3 separate regions of the Mus musculus genome follow, and all the other regions are linked to region 1. A link is a contact called in public HiChIP or PLAC-seq and Micro-C data. All regions are on one chromosome and are shown on one strand. The core of a region is the stretch at or near the end of the contact, and the rest is flanking DNA. Distances in the headings are between cores, read along the strand shown.

Region 1 (3,721 bases), core at 973-3,472:
GTCTCCTGGCTTTGACAGAAGGATTTTACCTCCATAATTCAAATCCCAAACCAAAGCAATCTGCACTTACTACTCCAATCACTCTGTGTTTACCAGCACTTCAGAGAGAAGCCCAGGCCACTGGGCCGCCGGAGACTGAGGCAAGAGGTGGCCCCGGCGGCCCAGAGCGAACCACAGTCGGCCTCGAGCTGCCCCCAAGCAGGCCCCAGCTCTCCCCCGAGGTCCCCCGAGCCCTAGGGGCCACTCTTTAAAAGCGTATATTGGGGAACGGCCTAGAGGAAGGCAAGGGGGATCAGAGGAGCGGCAGGTGAGCAAGAAAACGTTGCTTCTTTCTCCCGGATTCATGACACTGCCTACACCCCTAACCTGAACCCCCAGCACCCCCCCCCGCGACCGGGCCTGGCCCTTCCAGGCACACTTTGCTCTGCACCCCCCTGGAGACCCCCAGAGTTCGAAAGGACCAGCGGAGGAGGAGAAACCGGACAGACACCCCTGGAAAAGCCCCACACAAAGGCTGATCGAGGGAAGGAGAGGAAGGCAGACAGGCAGCCATTTTAAGAGAGAAGAGCCAGACAATGGCAGCTCCCCGGCAGTGGGGGCCCAAGCCCGAGGGGAGCCCACGGCCGGGGCCTGCTTCCCCGCAGCCGCCACCCAGCCCACCCCCCGGCCCCGCTGGCCCCAGCCCCCTCCCCGCTCGGCTGTGTACCTGAGGGGTCCGGGCGAGCGGCTGCCCCCCGCCGCCGCTGCTCCCGGGGCTCATGGGCGCGTGGTGGCTCCTTTGTTGGGCCCCTCCCGAGACGGCCGCTGCCGCCGCCGCCGCCGCCGCCGCAGCCCCCCAGCACTGCGAGGCCATGTCCGCCGGGCCTTTGCCCGCGCCCCCGTCCTGGGGCCCGCCGCCGTAGTCGCCCCCGGGGTAGCCCTGGTAGCCACGGGCCGAGCTGGGCGACGTGAGCAGTTGGTTGAGGGTGGGGGTGGCGGTGGGCTGGGGAGTTCCCCCGCCGGCCGCTGAGGGGCCGCCTCCCCCCATGGCCCCGAAGCGCTGCTGTGCGAAGGACGAAGACGACGAGGAGGCAGAGGCGCTGGAGGAGGGAGGCGGCTTGGAGCCGGCGGCCGCCGCCGCGCCGGAGCCCGGAGTGCCACCTCTCGGGGAGCTCAGCGCGTAGGCCTGGGGAGGCGGGGGGTAGGCGCTGCGGTTGGGGTAGTAGGAGTTGTACTGGTGGTTGGGGAAGCCGTGGTCGTGCGAGTTCTGCTGGGGCCCGGCGTAGGGCTCCAAGCCCCCGCCGCCGCCGCTCTGCAGCGCTGCCAGGCCAGGGCTTTGTTGTCCGCCATGTTGTTGGTGGAAGACGGCGGCCGCCGCGGCGGCGACGGCAGACGGGCTCCGGCCGTAGGCTTGCCCGAAGCCGTAGGCTGGGGGCGGCAGGGCGGCCGCGGCCGAGTGAGGAGGCGCCCCCACCCCGTCGCTGCTGCTGCTGCCGCCGCCGCCGCCGCCGCCGGGCGGCTCCGGGAGGTTATTGTTCAGGGCGGGCCTAGGGCCCGCGTTCCCGTTCGAGTTCTTCAGGTCCGGCTCCGCGCCGGGCCCGCCGCCGCTGCCGGCTCCGCCGCCGCCGCCACCCCCATTGCTCTCGGCCCCGTCCTGCAGCTCCTTTCCCAGCGGCTGCGGCGGCCCCACGGCGGGGCCCTCGCTCTCCTGCCCGGCGGCTGCCTTCATTTCCCCGCGCTCGGCCGCTGCCGCCGCCGCCTCGCCCCCCGCCTCCTCCCGCTGTTGCTGCTCGGCTTTCTTCAGCTCCGAGGGCGGCGGCGGCGGGTTGCCCAGGCTGCTGGCGGCGGCGGGGGCGACCTGCGCGGCCATGATCCCCGCTGTCTCGTCCGCGGAGAGACCCGGCCCTGTCTTCGTCTTCTCCCCCCTCCCACCCCGCCCCGGGGCCGAGTCCCCCGGGCTGCCCTCCCCACCCGCCCGGGCGGGCCTCGCGGGGCTCCGCTGCTGCGCTGCGCTCGCTCCTCTCCCCCCCGCCCCGCCGGCTCAGGCTCCGGGCTGGCGGCGGAGGAGGAGGAGGAGGCGGCGGCGGCAGCCGAGGCGCCGGCGGCTCAGCTGCTCCGGGCTCTGGCGGCTCGGGACCCGGCTCTCCCGGCTCATTCCCCCCAAGCCCTTGCCTGGGAATGAGGGGGGCGGTGGAGGCTCCGCTCCCCAGGGCCTGGCCCCGCTGTGACTCTCCGCTTTCTGCTGCCGGAGAAAGGAGGAGGGAGGGAGGGAGGGAGGCGAGGGGGAGGGGGCGGGAAAGGAGGGAGGGAGCGGGGGGGGAGGGGGGACCCGGGACGGGCGGGCGGGCGGGCGGGCTGGAGGGCGCGCGGCGGCGGACGGGGCGCCGGGAGGCAGAGTAGGAGCGCTGCTCTGGCGGGCGCCCTGCCTCGCCTCCCCGGCCGCGGCTCGGGCCGAGGCTGCTGCTTGGCGGCGGGCGGGCGGGCGAGAGAGCGAACGAGAGAGCGGGCGGGCGGGCGGCGGGACTGAGCAGCTAGAGCGCCCCACTCTCCTCCGAGTCCCCCTCACTCCGACACGAGGCTCAGCACTGCCATTTTACCCAGCGCCGTCGCGGCCGCCTGAAAAACCAGGACTGGAGCGCGGAGCGGGCGCAGGCCGTGGAATGGACTCGCTCCCTTCCCCTCACAAAGGAGGAGGGGAGAGAAGGAGCCGCGGCGGCGGCGGCAAGCCCTCAGCCTCTTTCGCTCGGCTGCGCCGCCGCCGAAGGCTTCGGGGAAAACCCGGCCCGGAGCCCGCGCCTCCGGAGCCTGCGCCGCCTCGCTCGCCGCGTTCCCAGCCTGGCCTGTCCCCTCCCGGCCGCTCCAAAGGGAGCGGGCCGCGTGAACTTTACCCGCGCCTGCAAAATTGGCCTGAGCCCGAAACCGCGGCCGCCGCGGCCGGGACCTGACCCCCTGGCACCGGGCCTGGGCTCTTGGCTGCGACTTAGCACCTCCGCAGCACTTTTCTTCTTCAAAGCCTTTTGCAGACCTGCTCTAGAGACCCAGCTGAGCGAGCCCTGCTTTTCCCCCCCTTTGGCTAGCCCCAAAGGAGGACTGACCATTGTTCAAACTATCGGTTCTCCCGTGCCCTGCCCTCATTAGCCCTCTCTGACAAGGCCCTGGGGGCATGAGGTCTGGATTATCTCCCCCCCCCCCATTTTACCAACAGACTGAAGGGAGGGGACTGCCCAGGTCACTTAAAGTCAGAGGGCAGAAGTGTGTGGCTATAAAAAGTGGAGTGAGTGGCCGAAGCCGCATCTTGTCTACTTAGCCAGAGAAAAGGAGGAAAAGAGAAAAGAAAGGCACTTACGTTGTGAACAAATCCAACCACCGGATCAGATCAGTGTCAGGAGGTTTGAAAATCAAACGTGGTCATCCCACCACTTCTCTTAAAATGGTGGCTACTGATGCGTTGGGGGCTTAAGACAGTCCTCCAGGCAAACCAAGCTCCATTAGCACTTCCTAAGGGAACCTAGCTCACAATGGCCAGTAGCCCAATCTTCAAAGGCAAGTACCTTGGAAGACTGTAAACAGCCCACAGAAGAGGCTCCAGGGACTGAAAGAACCTCTGTTCAAAAACCACTGCAGAAGAGGGATGCAGAAAATGGAAACCATTTTCTCTATAAAGAGAGAAAAAGAGCCTAACAGGTCACACAGAAAACGGATGCCCCTCAGATCTGCTGTCTATCCTAAGGTGTAAGACTCC
Region 2 (3,742 bases), core at 948-3,447, 310 kb after region 1:
TCTCTCTCTCTCTCTCCACCCGTAGGCTGAAAACCACCTCTGCCTTCCTTCCCTGTCCCCCCACCCCTGGAAGGGAAATCTCATCATGGAGAGGATAGGCTAGCCAGGGTAACCTTCCTTTCAGGTACTCTTGTTAATCCTGGGTTCTTTGCAAGAGATTGCGGACCCAGCCTGGGAATAGGAACCTTGCCAAGGTGCTGGGCGCCCTGGCACAGGTTGCTTAACTTTTCTGAGTCTTGCTTTGCTGAATGGGTATGGTAGTCAGAGATGAGGAAGAAGGGGGTGGCTACTGGAACATGCTTTGAACTCCATTGAGCTGGGCTGGCAAAATAACAGGGATGCTTATTAAGTACACGCCATTGGCAATGGTAATTATCCCACCAGGCTCTGCGGGCAGCCACGAAAAGAGGCGCCGAGACTCCCAAGCTTAGAAGAGTTTTATTTGTGTTGAAGTGAGTCCCCTAAAGCATCTTGGTAGGCTCGGAGCGGGGAGGCATGGCTTCTTCATAACTCAGTAAGGAGGAATGAAATTGAGGCCTCTCTAGGCGAGTCCTAGGCCACCAGAGGGGCCTCTGAGAAGCTGCTGCTGATGGCAGAGGCGCCAGTCATCTGTGCTTTGTTTTTCAAGTGTAAGTGTAGTCTTCTTTAATCCACAGACTAGGAGCTAACCTTCCCATCAACCCCAGCTAACGAGAGCAGGAGACTGAGGCTCCGCAAGAGTAAGTCACTTGCCCAAAGCCAACCAGCCAGTCAGAATTCAAACCCAGGTCTGTCTACACCCTAGCCACCTCCCCAAACCCCCTAAGGCTGCACACCTTGCAAAGAGGTCTCTTTGGCCCTGTGCAGAGCACAGGGTAACTTGTGGTTGCTGTGTGGAACATACTATGGATCTAAAAGCACCCTTAACAAAGCCAAAGCAAGGAGGTCCAGGTAGGGGTTGGTGTGCCAGTTCTGTGCCTAGGGAGGAGGACACGGGTGATCCAAACTGGCCCTGAGAGCTGCCAGGGTACCCCAGCATAGGAAGGCAGTCTGTACAAGGACGAGGGGGTGGAAAGTGAGCTGGTTTTAGAAGCAGATGGGAAACAGGCAGGAGGGTGAGGTGGGGGACATGGGGTTCTGGTTGATTGGGGTCTAGGTGAATACAGCCTGGAGTTGGAATGTAGGAGGTCCCTAGAGAGGAAGGAGGTGACTCTCAGGGACACTGTCCTTCTGGACCCACTCTCTGCTGGAGGGTTCTTTAAGCAGGTTTGACTAATGTGGGGAAAAGGGCAGAGTACAGCCGGGTAGCACGCGGGAATGTGTGAGCTCTGCGTGCACCAAGTACAGGTTCCTATTCAAGGGCAGATGGATTGCAAAGCAGAGAGAGCTTGTTTGTTGGCTGTGAGCTGAATGGGTGTGTTCCGGAGATACGTGCATACATGTGCTGTGGTGCCTGTGTGTTCTGTAGTGGAGCGTGTGGCTTGCACGCCTACAGAGCCCCTGTGTGTTTGTGTCTCTTGGTGTGTGACCATGTGTGTGTGTTGCTGTGTGTTCCTGGCTGCGTTTGTCTAGGCGGGTATCTCTGTATTTCTGTGCTGTGTGATGTGGTGGGTCTTCGACTCTGTGAATGCCTGTCTGATGCGCCATGTGTTTGGCAGCATGTGGGCCTGTGGACTGGTTTGGCCTAGTTTGGGGGTGACTCACAGGTAAGCGGGGAGAATCCCAGGACTTGTTGGGTTAGCTGAGATTTTTTTCCCACGCTCCCCCCACACCCCCCTCAGCCTCTCCCTTCCCATACCCACACACCTTGCTTAGAGGTCACAGGTCACCTTGCTAGCAAATCCACTTGTAGACGTGGAGAAGAGAGGGCTCTTGGAACAGGCCCTTGTGTTTGCAGGGGTGGTAGCTAGGTTACTGGGGTGTGTCTCCAGACAAAGGCAAAAGTGGGGAGCTATAGGCAGGCACATTCCAACACACATGAAAAACATCTTAGCCATCTTGACTGTCTAGGGATGGGACATGTGAACTGTCAGGAGGTGACCTCCCTGTCCCTAGAAGTATTCAAGCAGAAGCTATGACCACATGCTTAAGGAATGAATGGCCATCAGGGGGTGTTGTCCCTGGGTTGGGCTGGGCCTAGAATGGCATGGAGCTGATTGCTGGGACGTCATCAATACAACCCTGTGCGGACTGCCTTCCTTCAGTTTCCCCCAAGCTGTTTCCCTGTGGCCTTGCTGAAGCCCATGGGACCTTCCAAACATCTGACTCCTGGGATATCAGCTTCTTAAGAAAGCTAGCCTTGGGTGAGTCTGGCCAGGACTTGGCACTTGGCCCCAAATAATTAGCACTGAATGAATGAATGAGTGAACAAATCGGTTAGAGCTCAAGCTTTGTCGCTTGCCGCCAATGACGAGCGATCTGGGGGGATGAAGACAGGGGACTCTGTGAGGAGGAGGCTACTTATGTGGTGCTGAGTAAGGGACAAAGTGGGGGATCCCAGGGGAGAGAACACAGCTTCAGTGAGGGTGGCAGGGTCGGGCTGTTGTAAGGAGCTGAGTTTGAGCCTAGGGTGTCCATGTGTGTCTGCTCTCAACTGACCCTGGCTAAGGAAGTCTTGGGGGTCATCCAGGACTCCCCATCCTTATTCACAGGCTGTCAGAGGCCCCACAAACTCTATCCCAGACACTGGTAACAACCAGCAGTGGTCCTGGAGTTGAGTCAGACATCTGTGGGCCTCAGGCCCTTTCATCTATGCCCCCTTATAAAACCTGAGTCACTGCTGGGCCACAGGGCAGGTCAAAGTTCTGTTTCTTCCAGTTTCTTAGGAAGGAGGGAGGTAGGGAGTGGGGAGAGAATTAGGGCAGTGGGCCTATGTCTCACTCTGGGTATAGCTGTTGGGGGCTAGGTGAGCAGGGTCTTTGGGGTCCCTAGGTCTGAAAACAGCCTTGCTATGTCATACTTGGAGATATAAGCAAGGATTGCTCCTTAAGGTCTGAAGTGAACCCCAGGGCTGAGAGGTCCCCCAGTTGGTAGAGGGTTTGCCTAGCACCTCTGAAGCCCTAGGTTACATTCCAGAGCTGGGAAAAGGAAGGGTTGGGCATGCCTATCATCTGACCATTCAGAGGAAGTAGAGGCTAGAGAATCAGAGTTCAAGGTCACGGCTAGGGAGTGGACAAAGGTTGTCTGCAGTCAAACCTGACTACTCAGTCTTCTCAACCCACATGGTGGAAGGGGACAACCCACAAGCTGTCCTCACGTGCATCGTGGGACACACACACACACACACGAGTATCCACATACATGTGCACACACATGCACACATGCAGGAATGTGCACACACATACAGGCACACACACTCACCAAATGTAACTTAAGAAAAAAAAACAAGTTCAAGACCCTCTTTGGGAACAGAGAGTTCAAAGCCGCACTGGTCCACATGAGGCCCTGTCTCAAACAAATGAGCAAACCCTGGGGGGAACCCCAGTCAGCCATGCTAGTATATGCATATAATCCCAGCCCTCTGCTTGGGAAGGTGAGAACGAAGACTTGTTTTGAGTTGGAGCCCACAGTGGGCTACATAAATGCTATCAGGCCAGCCAGAGTTACATAGCAAAATGCTATCTCAGAACATCAAAAAGAGGGGCAGGCGTGGTGGTGCAAGCCTTTAATCTCAGTACTTGGGAGGCAGATTCAGGTAGAGATCTCTTGTGAGTTCGAAGTCAGCCTGGTCTACATAGTGAGCTCCAGGACAGCCAGGACTACA
Region 3 (3,539 bases), core at 670-3,169, 380 kb before region 1:
TCTTTCTTTCTTTCTTTCTTTCTTTCTTTCTTTCTTTCTTTCTTTCTTTCTTTCTTTCTTTCTTTCTTTTTCTTTTTTTTTTTTTCCGGTCACCTCCCAGTGTCTGAATCTATTCCTGGAAAAACGTGGCAAGGTTCAGAAAAGTCAGAAATGTTTTACACTTGGTTGTCATATCACACTCTTGTTACTTGAAAACACCTTTTTCCAGATGGAAAGTACACAAACTCTGAAGGCATGGTGAACTCCCACAACATAACTGCCTCTGAGTAACTGGGTATGGACCACCCAGTGAAGGAACAGGACACTCCCAGAGCTGGGAAGCTCACCTTGAGCTCTGGAGCTGACCCTAATCACCATTCACAGTCCCACTCCACGCCTCATGCCTATGTCCCTAGCTCAGCAGAAATCCTTGTCAAGAAAGTTCTGAAGAGATTTGTCAAACGAAAACAAACCCCTCTAACAGCCCCTTGAACAAATCACCTTGGATTTCTCGGCTTTAATTAACCTTTCCATGAAACAGGATGGCATTTGAAATGATTTAAAAACTTCTCAGTCTGGGCTCAGCGGTGGTGTGCTTACCTAGCACGCACAGGGTTCTGTGTTCAGATCCTACTTCTGAGGGGGGGGGGAAGAGTTCTCATGATTGCACCATGTAGACACAATGTCTCGACCTTTCTGAACTCTAATCAATATCATTCATTCAAATTCCAGTTCCGGCTGTGTGTGGTGGTGCATACCAGTAATCCCACTTGAGAGGGAGAGGCAGGAGGATTGCCAAAAATTAGAAGCCAGCTGGGCTACATTGTAAGAATGTAGCCTTTCGCACAAAACAGAACATGCCCCTTCTGGAAGCTGTTTTCTGTCTGCAGATAATAAAAATCCTTCTTTTCTCTTTAAACCAGACAGACAGACAGACAGATAGACAGACAGACAAAAACAATACCCAGCCTCTTACTTTTTGGTTGTTTCACTACTGTTATGAGTTGAAACACGCCCTTTCAAAAGAAGCTGAAGTCCTACCCCTGCCCACCCCTCAGTGCCCGAGAATGTGGCTTTATTTAGATGAGGGGTTTTGTTGTTGTTGTTGTTGTTTTAAATCTCTTTGAGACAGGGTCTCCCTACTGACCTCAGCCTGGTCTAGAACTCACTTTGTTACACAAGCTGACGTTGAGTTAAAAATTCCTCTTTCTTTAGTTTCCCAAATGCTGGAATTACAGTTTCCCACCGTTCGTGGCTCAGATTGGGTTTTTGAAGTTGATCAAGGTAAGGTACGCCATTAGGGCCAATTCCTAATTCAATTTGCTTGGAGTCCTTTTAAAGGGGGAAATTTGGACCTAAAGACGGATACAGGGAGGCTGGGGTTATGCCGCCACAGTCAAGGGAAGCCAATACATTGCCATCAAAGCACCTGTGGCTGGGATGCAGGAACGGATTTCAGCTCACACGGTCCTCAGCACAGGTCAATGCTTGGGAACATACAGAGTGCAGATTTCTAGCCCATTTCATTCATTCATTTAACTTTATTTTGTGACACTGGGCATAGGAACCAATGGTAGACAAGCACTCTACCTCTGAACCACGATCCCATCCCTTTCATTCTAAACATTTCTCATAGATCACCTCATTTAACCATCTTGTTATCCTTTTGTTATAGCTATCCATCTCCACCTTACAGTTGAGAAAGCTGTGAAACAGAGAGGCTAAATAACTTGTTCAAAGTCACATGCTAACAAGAAAACACTTTGTAGATAGTACAGTATGTCACTCGTGTTAGATTGTACTTTTTTTTTTTTTTTTTTTTTTCCAATTTAGGTCTCGGCTTCCTCTTCTTACGTGACACTTCCTTCCCTGGGCGACAGGGGCCGCTGCACCGCGCGGGCGCTGACAGGTCTCTCTAGCTTGCTGCGCCTGCTACTCGTTGGTGCCTATAAATGGCTGCGCTGTGCTCAGCGAGGCATCAGTCCGCTACCGCGGGACCCGGGGCTGTGTCAGGTCTGGAAGTGGAGCTGGAGCTGACCGAAGGAGCTGCCGCTGGGCCGGGGTGGAACACAGCTCTGCACCGGGGTCTTAAGGAGGGGTGTGTTGCTGCTGGCTCACTGCGAGCCGCCTCCAGCCTGCGCCGAGGCACCTTCCCGCCAGGCCGTCTGCCTCTGTCTTCCGCCTCCCTCCATTTCCCCGGAATCTCAGCCCGGCGCGGCTGGACCCTGGCTCTCCTGTGGGTGGGAAAGCCCCAGCCTTTTTCCTGCTATACTCCTTTATCCCAGGCTGGCCTTCCAGCCTTCTCTCGCCTTTCCCTGCGGAGTGGGTCTCACCCTTTTCCGTCTTTAGCCCAGGCTCCTTACCCCTCCCCTTTAGCCGAGTTCCAGCACCCTGGTGATTTTCCTTAGCCAAAGGTCCTATCCTTCTTCCTCCTTTCCCTTGCCCGTGGTCCAGCCTATCCGGCCCTTCCCCTCTCTTCAGGACGCAGTTTCCCCGATTTCCTTCTCTCAGCCTGAAGTTCTAGATCCTTTCGGTTTCCTCCTTAGTCCCTCCAAGGTACTTAACCCCTTTTTGCAGTTTGGACTTTGAGATTGTGAATCTCTAGAAAACGAAAATACTTCTCTAAAACATGAACTTTTCCTAGAGATTGCCCCAGTCTCACCCCATCTGCAGGACTCCTTGCTACCTATGTCCCAGGTCTTACACGCACTTCGCTAAGGGCTGAGGCCTCCTAGGCTGGGGGATCAGTATGATGCTTCGGTGGTCCGGCGTCTGGGGATTTCATCCACCTCGGATCTTCCCCTCCTTGCTGGTGGTGGTTGCCTTGGTGGGACTGCTACCTGTTCTCAGGAGCCACGGCCTCCAGCACAGCCCTACTGCCAGCACCATCAGAGGTTCTGAACCACCCCGGGAACGCTCAATTGGGGATGTCACCACGGCACCATCAGAGCCTCTCCATCGCCCAGATGACCACAATTTGACCAACTTAATCATTGAACATGGCGGTAAGCCATCTCGGAAGGCCTTCCCAGTCCTGGACATTGACTACCCTCACGTGCGCACACCCTTTGAGATCTCCCTCTGGATTCTCCTGGCCTGCCTCATGAAGATAGGTAAGTGCATGATGGTGCTGTTGCTGCCACCACCAGATAGGTGAGCTTCTTGCCCCACTTGTTACCAGGTTCTGCTTCTCAGGCTCTGAATGAACCACTTCTGCAACGCGGGCGGGCAGCCTCTCCCTCCTTTTTGTTGGTCCTTAAACTCCAGCTCTGGCCTGTGAGCTGGCATTATGTAGCAGGAGGGAGGGTCAGGAGCGTGCACGAGATGGGATGCTTCTGATATTGGTTTCAGAAAAGCTGCCAAGGCTTGGCTGGTCTCCTACAGCTGGGATGGGACCTAGAGAGGAGGCAGGTGCTTAGCTATGTGTAAGACAGGAATATCCTTTAGCAAGTGGCCCTTTCTGTCCTGTCAACAGGAATCAGTACGGATTTATTACATTCTTTGTGAAAGGGTGTTTTAGGACTTGGCCTGTCTAAGGATTTTGCGTAGAGTAAGGAACT

What was found. A called contact is a pair of places that touch in the nucleus more often than the background predicts. HiChIP or PLAC-seq counts read pairs in DNA pulled down with a chosen protein or histone mark.
Region 2: a contact with region 1 is called in a Micro-C map of embryonic stem cells, with 1.7 times the contacts expected there. The contact joins the promoter of Crybg2 here to the promoter of Arid1a in region 1. A contact is called at or near these places in 2 of 484 Hi-C or Micro-C datasets (both in embryonic stem cells), 1 of 115 datasets of contacts at active chromatin or transcription factors (pancreatic cancer cells) and 1 of 9 other capture datasets (liver).
Region 3: an H3K27ac HiChIP or PLAC-seq map of microglia shows a contact between it and region 1, with 5 times the contacts expected there. The contact joins the promoter of Slc9a1 here to the promoter of Arid1a in region 1. A contact is called at or near these places in 1 of 115 datasets of contacts at active chromatin or transcription factors (microglia) and 1 of 9 other capture datasets (adipose tissue).

What each region holds. Positions count from the first base shown.
Region 1 is chr4:133,751,763-133,755,483 of GRCm38.p6, forward strand. Arid1a (AT rich interactive domain 1A (SWI-like)) reads right to left here and starts at 2,223. Exons shown (of 20, transcript NM_001080819.2): 1 at 707-2,223. The coding sequence starts at 1,849.
Region 2 is chr4:134,066,255-134,069,996 of GRCm38.p6, forward strand. Crybg2 (crystallin beta-gamma domain containing 2) reads left to right here and starts at 2,198. Exons shown (of 20, transcript NM_001162970.1): 1 at 2,198-2,282.
Region 3 is chr4:133,367,816-133,371,354 of GRCm38.p6, forward strand. Slc9a1 (solute carrier family 9 (sodium/hydrogen exchanger), member 1) reads left to right here and starts at 1,920. Exons shown (of 12, transcript NM_016981.3): 1 at 1,920-3,092. The coding sequence starts at 2,729. Mir5122 (microRNA 5122) reads left to right here and starts at 1,961; the gene lies at 1,961-2,049.